Regions from separate parts of the Zea mays genome. Here region 1 is linked to region 2. The links are chromatin contacts, called in public Hi-C maps. All regions are on one chromosome and are shown on one strand. Each heading gives the region's core, a stretch centred on a gene start, on an enhancer-like site or on the middle of the called end of the contact. The rest is flanking DNA. Distances are from core to core; before and after follow the strand shown.

Region 1 (6,173 bases), core at 961-3,460, 130 kb after region 2:
TATCCAATACTTAAATATATTGAATGAATATAATATGATTCATTTACTTTTGATACTCTATATTTTATGTTATTTCGTACAATTTATCAACGTACAATTACGAAAACTCAACCTTCGTAATCGTATTGTCGTTCGCCTTCGTCTAGAGTTCATTATCTCCGAGGGAATAATGCTTCATTGGACGAAGGTCATTGTCATTTAATATTTTATGTTGCCTTGTTCTTGATTCATAGCGGTTGAGAACAAGTCCCCAACAATGTTCTTTAATATCATTTATTCATGCATAGTTTAATTTTGATGGGACCCAATAGGTTACCCTAGATTGTTTATCTCATTACCTTGTTTACCCCTGAATCACTTGGGTAGTTTGCTATTGTCTTACATGGTTTTGGGATAATCATTTATTATATCTATGTTCCAATTCTTTTGTTATTCTATTTATGTTCATGTTGAGATCATTAATGTTAATTGGAACATAGAGCTTAACTTGAGAACCACGTGCCACCATAAGGGTTTAATGGGACACCCCTGGCTGACTAATTAGGAAAGCTAGTGGAAGACTACCTTACCCGAAAGGGGCAAGGGCAGTAGGAGAGTTGCATGCAAGGAGGTTCTCGGGTTGATTTAGCTGCGATGGCGGTCAGACGGGGGATTCTTGCAAGTGCTCTTCCCATAAACTGTAGCGGGTTTTCGGAAGCTAGTGGAACTTTGTAAAGGCCTCGTAGTGTTGCCCTGCCGCGCTTCCTAGGTAGAGGTGTATGGGAGTCGCGACCCCTTGGCAGATGGGTAACATGACTTGTGGGTAAAGGGTACAACCTCTGCAGAGTGTAAAACTGGTATACTAGCCGTGCTCGCGGTCATGAGCAGCTCAGGACTCTCTGATGATTAATTTATGGAACTTAAACTTAATTTGTCATTTCATTGCATTTGGGATTATTTTATTATTACTTTTATTTATTATTACTATGGTTTGGTATTTACTTACACTTAGTAACTGCTAATAAAATTTTGACCAACTTCTAAAAGCAATGCTCAGCTTCAACCTTTATTTCATTGATCAGCCTTACACTTCATGAACTCCCACCTTTGGTGAGTTAATGCCACATTATTCCCCACAACTTGTTGAGCTATGATCATGTGTGAGCTCACCCTTGCTGTCTCACACCCCCCACAGGAGAAGAACAGGTGGTTCAGGAGGAGCCACAAGGCGAGGAGTATGATCTGATCTAGGTGGCGTTTCTCAGTTGACATTGGCGCCGACGATCTTTAGTTCGTTTTATATTCATTATTTTATTTTGTAACAAGTCTTCCGCTATTTAATAAATACTCTGATGTTTTATGACATTTATCTCTATGCACTCTGTTATTATATATGTTGTCTTCTTGGCGCATGTATGAAATGCACCTGGCTTTGTTCCTTAAAGCCGGGTGTGACAACCACAATTTGGAGTCTCTCACGTCTTACATAGATGTTTATAATCAAAATAGAGTAAGGATGGGAGTAGAAACACACACAAGAACACAATCGCAACAACAACAACACACACAAGTCAAGAAGAGAGCGCAAGAATCAAAACAACAGTCACAGCTCAAGAACATGCTCAAATCTCTATCTAATGAATCGACGGCGTGGTCGCGGAGTCTAGGAGTTGTAGATTACTCAAAGTGTGCTTATATATTGCTCCATGGCACCTAGGGGTCCTTTTATAACCCCAAGGGACCTAGGAGTCGTTGGAGCTCCATTTGGAAGGCACTAGTTGCTTTCTGTCCGTGGGTGCACCGGACACTGCATAGTGCAATGGCCACGGATCGCTTGATTGGCTACTTTCTGCTTCTGAGGGCACCGGACCGTTCGGTGGGTGGCACCGGACTATCCGGTGCTCGTGTTGACCATTGACTCCGGCTGACGTGTCAACTAGCCGTTGGTCGGCTGGCACACCGGATTGTTCGGTGCTCCGCGCCGACCATTTCTTTGTGTTGCTTAATTCTATACTCTCTAATCGCGCGCACACCGGATTTCTTTGCAATTTGTTCTTTATCTTTACTCTCTAATCCTATACTTGCTCTAAGATTCTATTTCTTTGTGTTGCTTAATTCAATTTCGCATTTATAAGGCCAGGCCCAGAACACTTTGGACCCAGCCCAACTCCATCGTTACTGCCCCCTCAAAAAGAAAAACTCTATATCTTTACACGCCGGACACACGGGCACACGGGCCAGGCCAAGCCTGACATGCCGTCCGCCGCGCTCATATCTCCTTTCGTCTACTCCGTCCAGTCCCAACTCTCCACCGGCGGCAGGAGGCGCCGGCGCTAGCCCGTGGCGAGATGAGCGGCGGGAGCGTAAGCGCCGTGTTTTATGCGGACAAGTACCACCCGATCCAGGCCGGCAGCATCGACGGCACGGACGTCGCGCCCCACGATAACGCCGTCCTCCGCGCCCTCATCTGCTCTCAGGCCGGCCTCTGTGCGTGCGCCGTGCGCGTCTCCGCTATCCCCCTCTCCACCTACCCCCTCCGTACCTCTCCCTTACCTGGGTTTCCCTCCCGTTCCGTTTCAGACGACCCTTTCGGCGACCCCAAGGCCTCCGGCGACCCCCACCGCACGGTTTTCGTCGGCCGCCTCTCGCGCCAGACCGACGACGACACGCTTCGGAAGGTGCGCCCCTTCTGCCCCCCCCCCCCCCCCCCCCCCCCCCTCACGTGTGTTAATGGACGACGTTGCCTCTTGTGGCTGTGTGCTGGGTTAGTCGTGATCCTCATGGTTGGGCGCGGTCGATTCCCCCTTTTGCTGTTTGTGCAGGCGATGAGCAGGTACGGGAGGGTGAAGAGCATGCGGTTGGTGCGTGACATTGGTGAGTGATAGCTTGCTCCGTTGTTTTCTACAGCATAGTTCTAGTGTTGTAGTGAACACAGCGGCAGTGCTACTGTTCCAGTTGTCCATGCGACTTGTGTGGTTCTGGGAACATGACAAGCTCACAAGCATACTACAACTGCTTTATAAGTTTCGGTTCTGGATATTAACTTTCAGAACATGACGAAGCATACTACAACAGCTTTATAAGCTTCAGTTCTGGATATCAACTTTCTTAAACCAGTAGCACGAATTTGCAATTTTCTAGACATTTTGCTAAGTTTGTATTTTGTATTGACCAAACTACTTCGTTTTGCAGTTACAGGTGCTTCTCGTGGTTATGCATTTGTTGAGTATGAAACTGACAGAGAGATGCATCGTGCCTATGAGGTATCTGCTATTTATGGTTTGAGTTCTGTACTCTTGTTTTTTTACTGCATTGAGTCTTTGTTATATCTAAAGGAAAGTTATTAATTATTGCCTTTGCCCTTAAGGATGCACACCATTCAGTTATTGAAGGCAGTGAAGTGATTGTTGATTACTACAGGCAACAGCTTATGCCTGGGTGGATACCAAGGCGGCTAGGTATGTACCCTTCTCAGTTACTCCCTCCATTCCAAATTATAAGTCATTTTAACTTTTCTAGATTCATAGCTTTTACTATGCACTTAGATATAGTGTATGTCTAAATACATAGCAGCTAGCAATGTATCTAGAGTTGAAAAGGTGGTAACTGTGGGTAGCGCCAAGTAAGCTAATCCTAAATGTCCAGCCACGCCGAACCGAACTCTTATCACATTATGTGTAGGTTACAACAATTGGGAGTACCTTTTTCACTGCAAGTTCTCTTACATTTACTAAGCTTGTTCACTTGTTATGATCTCGCTCATCGGATTGTTCATTGTTCCCCTCTCCCCTGCCTTTGCTACTTTTCTTCTAGACTATAAAAGAATGTCCACGGAAACATTATATAATTTGGAGTGGGGGGCTGTTTAGATGCTTCTTACTCAATATTTTGTGATGATCTTTTATGTTACTTCTAATGGTTTTTTACAGGAGGGGGGCTTGGTGGAATGAAAGAATCTGGACAGCTTCGCTTTGGAGGCCGAGAGAGGCCATTTCGTGCTCCCTTGTATGATCACATGATGCCCATCTAGTGTATCCAGTATTTTGCCTAGATAATTCATGATAATTGATGATAATGTGCTTTGGAGTTAAAAGTTTTTGTCATATCTTTTTGTACAAAACAGGCGACCTATTCCTTATGATGAACTGAAGAAGCTTGGGATCCCACCGCCACCTGAAGGGCGATATATGACACGTTATCAGGTAGCCTACCATATTTTTTTATTTCTTACACTAATAAATGGAAAAGGTGCTCACTGTTGCTATGAAGTACCCCCTATGTTTCATATTGTAAAGGCCGTTTTAGTTTTGTCTTAAGTCAAACTTGTCTAATTTTGACTAAATTTATAGAAAATATATTAACATCTACAATAGCAAATAAACGCACTATCAGAATATATTTCAGGGTGTATCTAATGAATCTTGTTTGATGTTTTTGCATTTTTTATAAATTTGGTCAAGGCTAGAGAAATTTGCCTTAGGACAAATATAATACAACTTACAATTCGGAACTTTGGAACAGAGGGAGTACTATACAACTATACTAGCACTCTTTCTGATATTTCATTACAGCATTCACTATTTTCATGCTTTGAAGTGAAAACAAATTGATATGACATATTACTGTAAATTCCAATCAATCGCCATTGAGAATAGTGGACAGTTGGAAACTTAAAATATTTGATCAGGAGGAACCTTGTTTCTAATTTGTATTATCTGCTTACTGTTTCCATTATTGAACCACATTGGCACTTGTGTGCGTACATACTGTGATGAAACTGTTATTTGCTTGATCTGCTGTTCCAACTCCTACCATGTTTTAGGCGGAAGGGATTGACTATTTTATCTCTGCTTACTGACATAACTGAAATAACATTGATTACCCCTACCACCACAGGTTCCACCACCACCAAGGCGGAAGAGCAGCAATATTGACATTGAAGATTCACCTCCTGGGAGAAGATCCAAGGACAGAGCCGGGGTTAGTACCTACAGAAGGCAAAGAAGTTCTAATGACGATGATGAAACCCTTCTCAAGAGGAAAAGCAGCCGAGACGGGCTAGAAGAATCACAAAGTCGGAGGAGCGCAAGATCATCCATTACCAAGGAGGACAACAGGTACAGCAGTCAGAGGAAGTCCAAGGAACATGACAAAGGTCATCGCAAGCACAGACGAAGCCAAGATCCGGGCGAAGTATCTCCTCCAGCAGAGGAAGACGGTAGCTATGAAAGGCAGAGAACTTTAGAAGAACCTGATCGCAGCCCTGATCGGTACCATCACCACTGGCATCACAGGGATGATACATATGAGAGCAGACACTTGCGCCACAGGGATCATCGCAAGCGTAGACGAAGCCAAGAACCGGGCGAAGTATCTCCACCAGAGGAAGACTGTAGCCATGAAAGGGAGAGAACTTCAGACGAACCTGGTCGCAGCCCTGATCGGTACCATCACCACTGGCATCAAAGGGATGGTACATATGAGAGCAGACACTCACGCCACAGGGATCATCGCAAGCGCAGACGAAGCCAAGAGCCAGGCGTATCTCCACTAGAGGAAGACAGTAGCTATGAAAGGGAAAGAACTTCAGACGAACTTGGTCGCAGCCCTGATTGGTACCATCACCATCGGCATCACAGGGAGGATACATATGAGAGCAGACACTCTCACCACAGGGATCGCCGACGCCATGGTGACCGGCATCGCACCAAGAGAAGCGAGAGTCGAGATTACAGGGACTAGGCAACTCTCACTCGCACCACAGGGATCCCCGACGCCATGGTGACCGGCATCACACCAAGAGAAGTGAGGGTCGAGATTACACTCTCCAGTTTCCTAGACTACAATGTTTCATTATGTAAACTTGATTGTTTTTCGTACTCCTTGATCTAGTAAGGTTTACTGTTGCCCTGTAGTCTCTTTCATGAGAATGTATTCCTGTACCGAATTTTATATGTTTGGTTTTGTTGTTGACACACCTTTATCTCTATTTATTTACTCCTAGACTAGATGACAGGAGAGAATAAAAATAAATGAAATACTGAAATATAATAAAAAGAACATCTTATGCATAGAACAGGATTAAAAACACTTCAATATTACTCCATTCATCCGTATATTTTTTTTTGCTACGATCTTTAAAACAAAACTTTAACTATTTGCATATCCAAAATATATTGTCGTTAAATACAAAA
Region 2 (5,890 bases), core at 1,266-3,765:
CTCCGATGGGCCGATACCCTTTCGGCTGTTGGTTTTGCGTATGAGTCCCTGTAAATAGTTGAAACCAACCCGCAGTCCATAGACAGGTAGTTTTGAGTCTTAGATACTTTTGCGCCGTTGCCCCTGATTTCTCTGGAATTTGTGGCCCAGTCCAGAGAATTATAAAATCTAGAAAAAGGAATTAGAAAATGATTTTTATGCAAAAATAAATGCTAGAATTTGTTTAATTCATAGGAAATGTATATTTGGTCCAAATTAATTCATTCCAATTCCTATAATTTTATAAAATCATTGTTTATCATTTTGTGTCACTGTTTTGACATGAACTCAGTTAGAAAATTAATTTCTCAACTAATCCTATTTTAATCACATTAAACCTTAGGAAATTCATAACTTGAATTCTATAACTCCAAATTTAATGATTCCAGTTCCTGTGATCCTAGTTTAATGTCTAGATTATTACTGTGTATTTATTTACATGTTTGGTGTGATGTTAATATTGCCTATACATTGCCTGTTTGTTTGCTACGATTAGCAGTGAGGATACGTGTCACCTGAAGATCATCCTGGTACCTGGAATCTCAAGTCCCAGGCAAGTTGTGCCCTTGATCACTTCTTTTACCCAGCCATGTTCTGATTAATCATAATGATCTGCATAGGTTAATTTTGATGGGACCCAATAGGTTACCCTAGTTTGATTATCTTTATACCTTGTTTACCACTGAACTTTTTGGGTAGTACTTGCTAGTGCTTTATGTGGTTTTGGGTATGAAGATACATTACTCATGATTATACTTTTGTTATCCGTTGTTATTTATCGTTCATGATAAGATCATTATGTTAATTGGAACATGGAGCGACCACCCGGGAAAACAGTGCTACCACAAGGGTTTAATGGGACGCCCTTGGCTGATTAATTAGGAAAGCTAGTGGAAGACTACCTTACCCGAAAGGGGCAAGGGCAGTAGGGGAGTGGTCAGTGTAGGGAGGCCCTCGGGAGGATTTTGCTGCGATGGCGGTCCTGCAAGGGATTCCTGCATTGGAGCTTCCTATAAACTGTAGCGGGTTTTCTGAAGCTAGTGGAACTTTGTAAAGGCCTCGTAGTGTTACCCTGCCTCGCCTCCTCGGTAGAGGTGTATGGGAAGTCGCGATCCCTTGGCAGATGGGTAACATGACTTGTGGGTAAAGATGCGCCACCTCTGCATAGTGTAAAACTGGTATACTAGCCGTGCTCACGGTCATGAGCAGCTCGGACCCTCACATGATTAAATTATGGAACTTAAACTCAATTTGTCATATGCATTGCATCGCAGGTGAGGTTGTTACTTTTGTTCTACTACTTAATTGGGTTGGTGTTTACTTATACTTAGTAATTGCTAATAAAATTTTGACCAACTTTAAAAGCAATGCTCAGCTCTAACCATCCTCTTTGGTAAGCCTTACACTTCACGTGAGCTCCCACCTTTGGCGAGTTCATGCACATTATTCCCCACAACTTGTTGAGCGATGAACGTATGTGAGCTCACTCTTGCTGTCTCACACCCCCCCACAGGTCAAGAACAGGTACCACAGGATGAGGCGCATGGAGGATGCTGCGATGAGTTCGTGAGAGATCTAGGCCATCGTCTCCCAGTCAACTTTGGGTTGCTGGACCGTTGTCTCCTTATAATGTAATTATTTATTTTGTATAGAACTCCTGTTATATAGTAAAGATGTGACATTCGATCCTGTGCCATGATTCATCATATGTGTGAGACTTGGTCCCAGCACACCTGGTGATTATGTTCGCTCCCGGGTCTTGGTGCCCCTAAAATCCGGGTGTGACACGTACTATAGGACCTTAATTTTCTTTCTTCTTAATATAATGACACGCAGTCTTCCTGCGTTTCCGTGAAAAAAAAGAGTTATACGTACTTTTGTAAACCACCATTTGTGCAACTTTATCGCTTATTCTAAGTAGAACAACATGTCTATGTTGTATTTTTTTTCAGAAAGAGAAAATACATAAGTACTAATAAATTAGTGTTTGGGTGACGGGTCACTAACTCTGGTGATACTACGTGTTACCCCTGTCACATGATAGTATTTTTTCTTAGTTGAACCTTTTCTTGCAAGCAAAGTCATGTTTCAGTGTTTCACCTTACCCAATGCAATGCCAAAACACATGCACTCTACATATCAGGATCCTACAATCAATTATGGTCACTTACAAGTGTGTAGAGCTTTGTTTGGTCGTGGCCTTCAATCTCAACATGTGGTGCATTGAGAACAGCAGATGCTCGTAGTCCAGTGCCATTTGTTATCTCCTTGTCACCATAATTAATCCTCATCGTTGCTGACTTTATGAAAGGATCCAACACATCACCAATTACCTGGCTCAATGCCAAAGGATCCCTGCCTCGTGACATAGTTCAGTATACAATTGAGTTGGTGGCTATAGAAGAGAGCTTCGTTGAGCCACAACCAGGTGGAGTCTATAGTGTGGCGGAAGGGCTATGAAATGTTTTTTTGTGTGGGAAGAACAGAGCAGTCCTTCGTAAATTTATATTAGTTGTGAAGCATCCACTTTATGTTCACAACATTCCATTGAGCACTATAAGAAGATAGAATCTTACTTTTAATATTACTCCGTATATTATTATTTTCCCTTATAATTGCTTCTTTGTTGCATGGACATGTAGACTTGTAGAGCACCTATCAACCTCCAGATGGCCTAGTTATAGTTGGGCCTGTACGATCTTTGTGGATGATATCTATGGTCAGTTTTTCATATGCATATATTCTCCAAAGATCAAGAGTGTATGTTTAAAGCTCCAAGAGGTAGCCTCCCCTGCATGGCGCCTTGCCGGGGCTTGGCCAAAGCTTCACGATGTGTCATTTCATGTTCAACGATACTTCTCTGAGTGGTGAGCACGTAGACGTAGAAAGATTCTTTGGATCAACATCACAATGCAGCAGTACGAAACCTGGGGAGGTAGAGTCAGGTCGTTAGAAGTCTTTTTTTCTTCTCTTTATTTGCTTTTCCTTGACAGCAGTTGAGGTATGGAGCACTTCACTCTTCACCTTTGATTGAAAACTATTCTGTGGACTTGTTCCATAAGACCCTACCTGGTTCATGTTCTTATCTACAATTTCCCAATACATGCATGACTTCTCTGTTCATTTTCAGTTTAAATGTCTATTTTCATGTTCTAATGCTACCGTTGTGGCTTTGTCTTATATTCACATGTTGCTGCTTTGCCCCTCGTCCGCTGAATACAAATGTATGCATGTAGAGGATTATTTGGACCAAACAGGAACCAAAGAAGCATCTCCTGGCCTGATTCGACGCATCAATGTCTTAATATTATCAGATGGACTTATTCCAGATTCCTCGCAGCATTTGAAATGCCTATGCAAGAAGAAATTACACTTTCGATGGCGCGAATGGCCATTTAGAACTTCTGAGAATAGATAGACTCGTCATACCATAGAGCTTGCATTCAACTTGTTCCAGCCAGAACGCCACATTCTGCCTCGGCCCTCCACATAAGCGTCAATATCTGCAACTGACATAAACAATCCATGCAGATTTGTTTTTTCGTCTTCCAGCAGGGAATAAAAGGTGAGGGGCACTGCCTGCTATATCATGTACGTTATACTCTACTTTATACTCTAAAAGCCATCCTCGACCTTATACGCGGTACTGTCCCAGGCTTCTTTGGCCTTTTTTTTTCTGAATAGCATATAAGACTATATACTGGACTATAAGCAACAAATGTATGAAAATGAATACATGTTTATGCATCAGGGTTCTCATTTTGTTCCAGCAATCATAACTGCACAGAGTGCAAACTGTTTTTTTTTACTATTAGATTTGCACGTGTACTTGGACAAGTTGCTTGAAGACATGCAAGTTTGCAGTGAGAACACAAAACCCTTTTGAATGGAATATACTCAACGTCTATCAATCTCTTGGAATAAAGGCAGTATAGGTACTGTCTTGCAGATCAGATGGGCATCTCCACTAGGACGTTAAAAGCAGAAAGGCAGAAGATCACCTTTGGATTTTGAAAGTTCTGACATCGCAAGGGGGCAAAAGGCGCCAGGGAACTCCCCCGCACTGCAAACAGCCTGCACCCAGAGACACAGCTTCTGTGGATGAGCTCTTGCCATGCCAGCCTCCCTCTGGCCTCTGCTCTCTCTACACTGTTCGCCAGCCAGCTGGAAATGCTGCTAAAGTCAGTGCATCATCTCTAGGTAAGAGATGAATTTATTCTACCGGTGGGCAGTCTTATCATTCTGAAAATCTGCATCGAAATAGCACACTCTTTTGGTTCGTGTTTCAGCTGCTAATAGCTAATGCTGGAGTTCTGGGGCCCTATGCTTGCTTGCTGTCTGCAAATTTGTTTGCCAGAAGTTTACAAGATTGAATTTTGGCATTGAATTGGATGATTGGCACCACCAATTCCTCATGTCAATCTTCAAAGGTCGAACAGTGCATGTTGGTTCTAGAGGTAAGGTTGAACATTGCATGATGGTTCTAGAGGTAAGACCTTTGCAATATATACGTGGTCTCAGTCGACTGGTTGATCCAGATTGGTTACACTTCATTTCTGGGTTTGTTTAGACTGGTGCCCCCTGGAAAATGAATTTGGACAACGTTTGCGGAAAAAATGACGAGAGCTCGCTTGCACTCCATCTACTCCGTACCCCATACAGGCTAGTGGACGAGAACGAGGTCAAAGGAAACGACAAGCAGCAATAGCTAGCGTCTGATAAAATGTCGATGTGATGGCAGAGTAGAAAAAGGCTATAGCTGCAATGTTGCTCGATTTCAATTCGGGGCTATTTGGACCGTGTGATTCGGCGTTTGGGCCCAATCGTACGCACCCGGGCCGTAAAATGATGGAGCCTATGTTTGGAAATAGTTGCATGCTTTTTTATACGTATCATAATACTTCCGTCCGTTATTTTAGTTTTTCCTAGGTCAAACAATTCAAGTTTGTTATAATTCTAGTTTTTCTAAGTCAAAAATCTTAAATTCCAAATATTAGAATGTCAAATAAATATTATTAGATTCATAAATCTATTTGATATTATAAATATTGATAATCTTTATTATGAATGTGGTCAAATATAAAATACTTTAATTTAGAAAGAAAACTTAAGTGTCCCACGAGGACCATTTGTAAAAAAAGAAGGAATCCCGTACATTTGGAACGAGAAAGATCATAACTGTTAAAACATATTTAAGCAACTAAAGTGGGACTAGTTTCTTCGTAACACAGCACATGGATCACATCACGTCGAAACTAGAACGCCAAATGAGCCAATGTATTACAGAAATGGCAGCCAAGACGGAATAAACCATGAATGCAGCGACAGATTGGTCTAACTATGCTTTGTTTGCTAAGCTTCAGGTCTGTTTGTTTGAGTTACAACTTTTGAGTTTTTTTTTCCTCAAAATATGGCTTTCTAGCTTTTGGTTTATATCTATTGGATTTTTTCTATTGATTTTTAATAGATTTTAGCTTATCAACACACCAAAAAAAAACTACTTACAACTTGCTTTTTAGCTTTTACTTTGTTTCCGCAGAAGCTACTCAATAGCTAGGTTCAACTCCTCTCAACCGGTGAACAACATGAGTCCGAAGTTTCTTTAGTAATTCCTAAAATTTCCTTGTAGTGTGGTTCCATCACATGACTCATCTCATGGGGAGCACGAAATGGCTATGTTTTATTCTATTTCACTTCCTAGCATTTGCTATCATTTATCCGTCCCTTCAGTTTCATTGAGATAAGGGACATCATTTATAGTCTCTCTTTCTGTATATGGAAAGTCAAAAATTTCTCATCAAAACATTAAAAAATTGTATATATAGAAAACTCTAAGGCCTTGTTCGATTAT

What was found. Hi-C and Micro-C count contacts between places; a contact is called where the count stands out from the background.
Region 1: a contact with region 2 is called in a Hi-C map of tassel, with 2.1 times the contacts expected there. The contact joins the promoter of LOC100383273 here to the promoter of LOC103633010 in region 2. A contact is called at or near these places in 2 of 25 Hi-C or Micro-C datasets (ear and tassel).

The regions. Positions count from the first base shown.
Region 1 is chr7:144,990,159-144,996,331 of Zm-B73-REFERENCE-NAM-5.0, forward strand. It overlaps LOC100383273 (U11/U12 small nuclear ribonucleoprotein 35 kDa protein), which reads left to right and starts at 2,211. Exons shown (of 8, transcript NM_001175933.1): 1 at 2,211-2,466; 2 at 2,560-2,657; 3 at 2,802-2,853; 4 at 3,172-3,242; 5 at 3,347-3,437; 6 at 3,909-3,984; 7 at 4,103-4,181; 8 at 4,876-5,953. The coding sequence starts at 2,328. The coding sequence ends at 5,721.
Region 2 is chr7:144,860,556-144,866,445 of Zm-B73-REFERENCE-NAM-5.0, forward strand. It overlaps LOC103633010 (protein FLOWERING LOCUS T), which reads right to left and starts at 2,516. Exons shown (of 5, transcript XM_008654699.3): 1 at 2,211-2,516. The coding sequence starts at 2,408.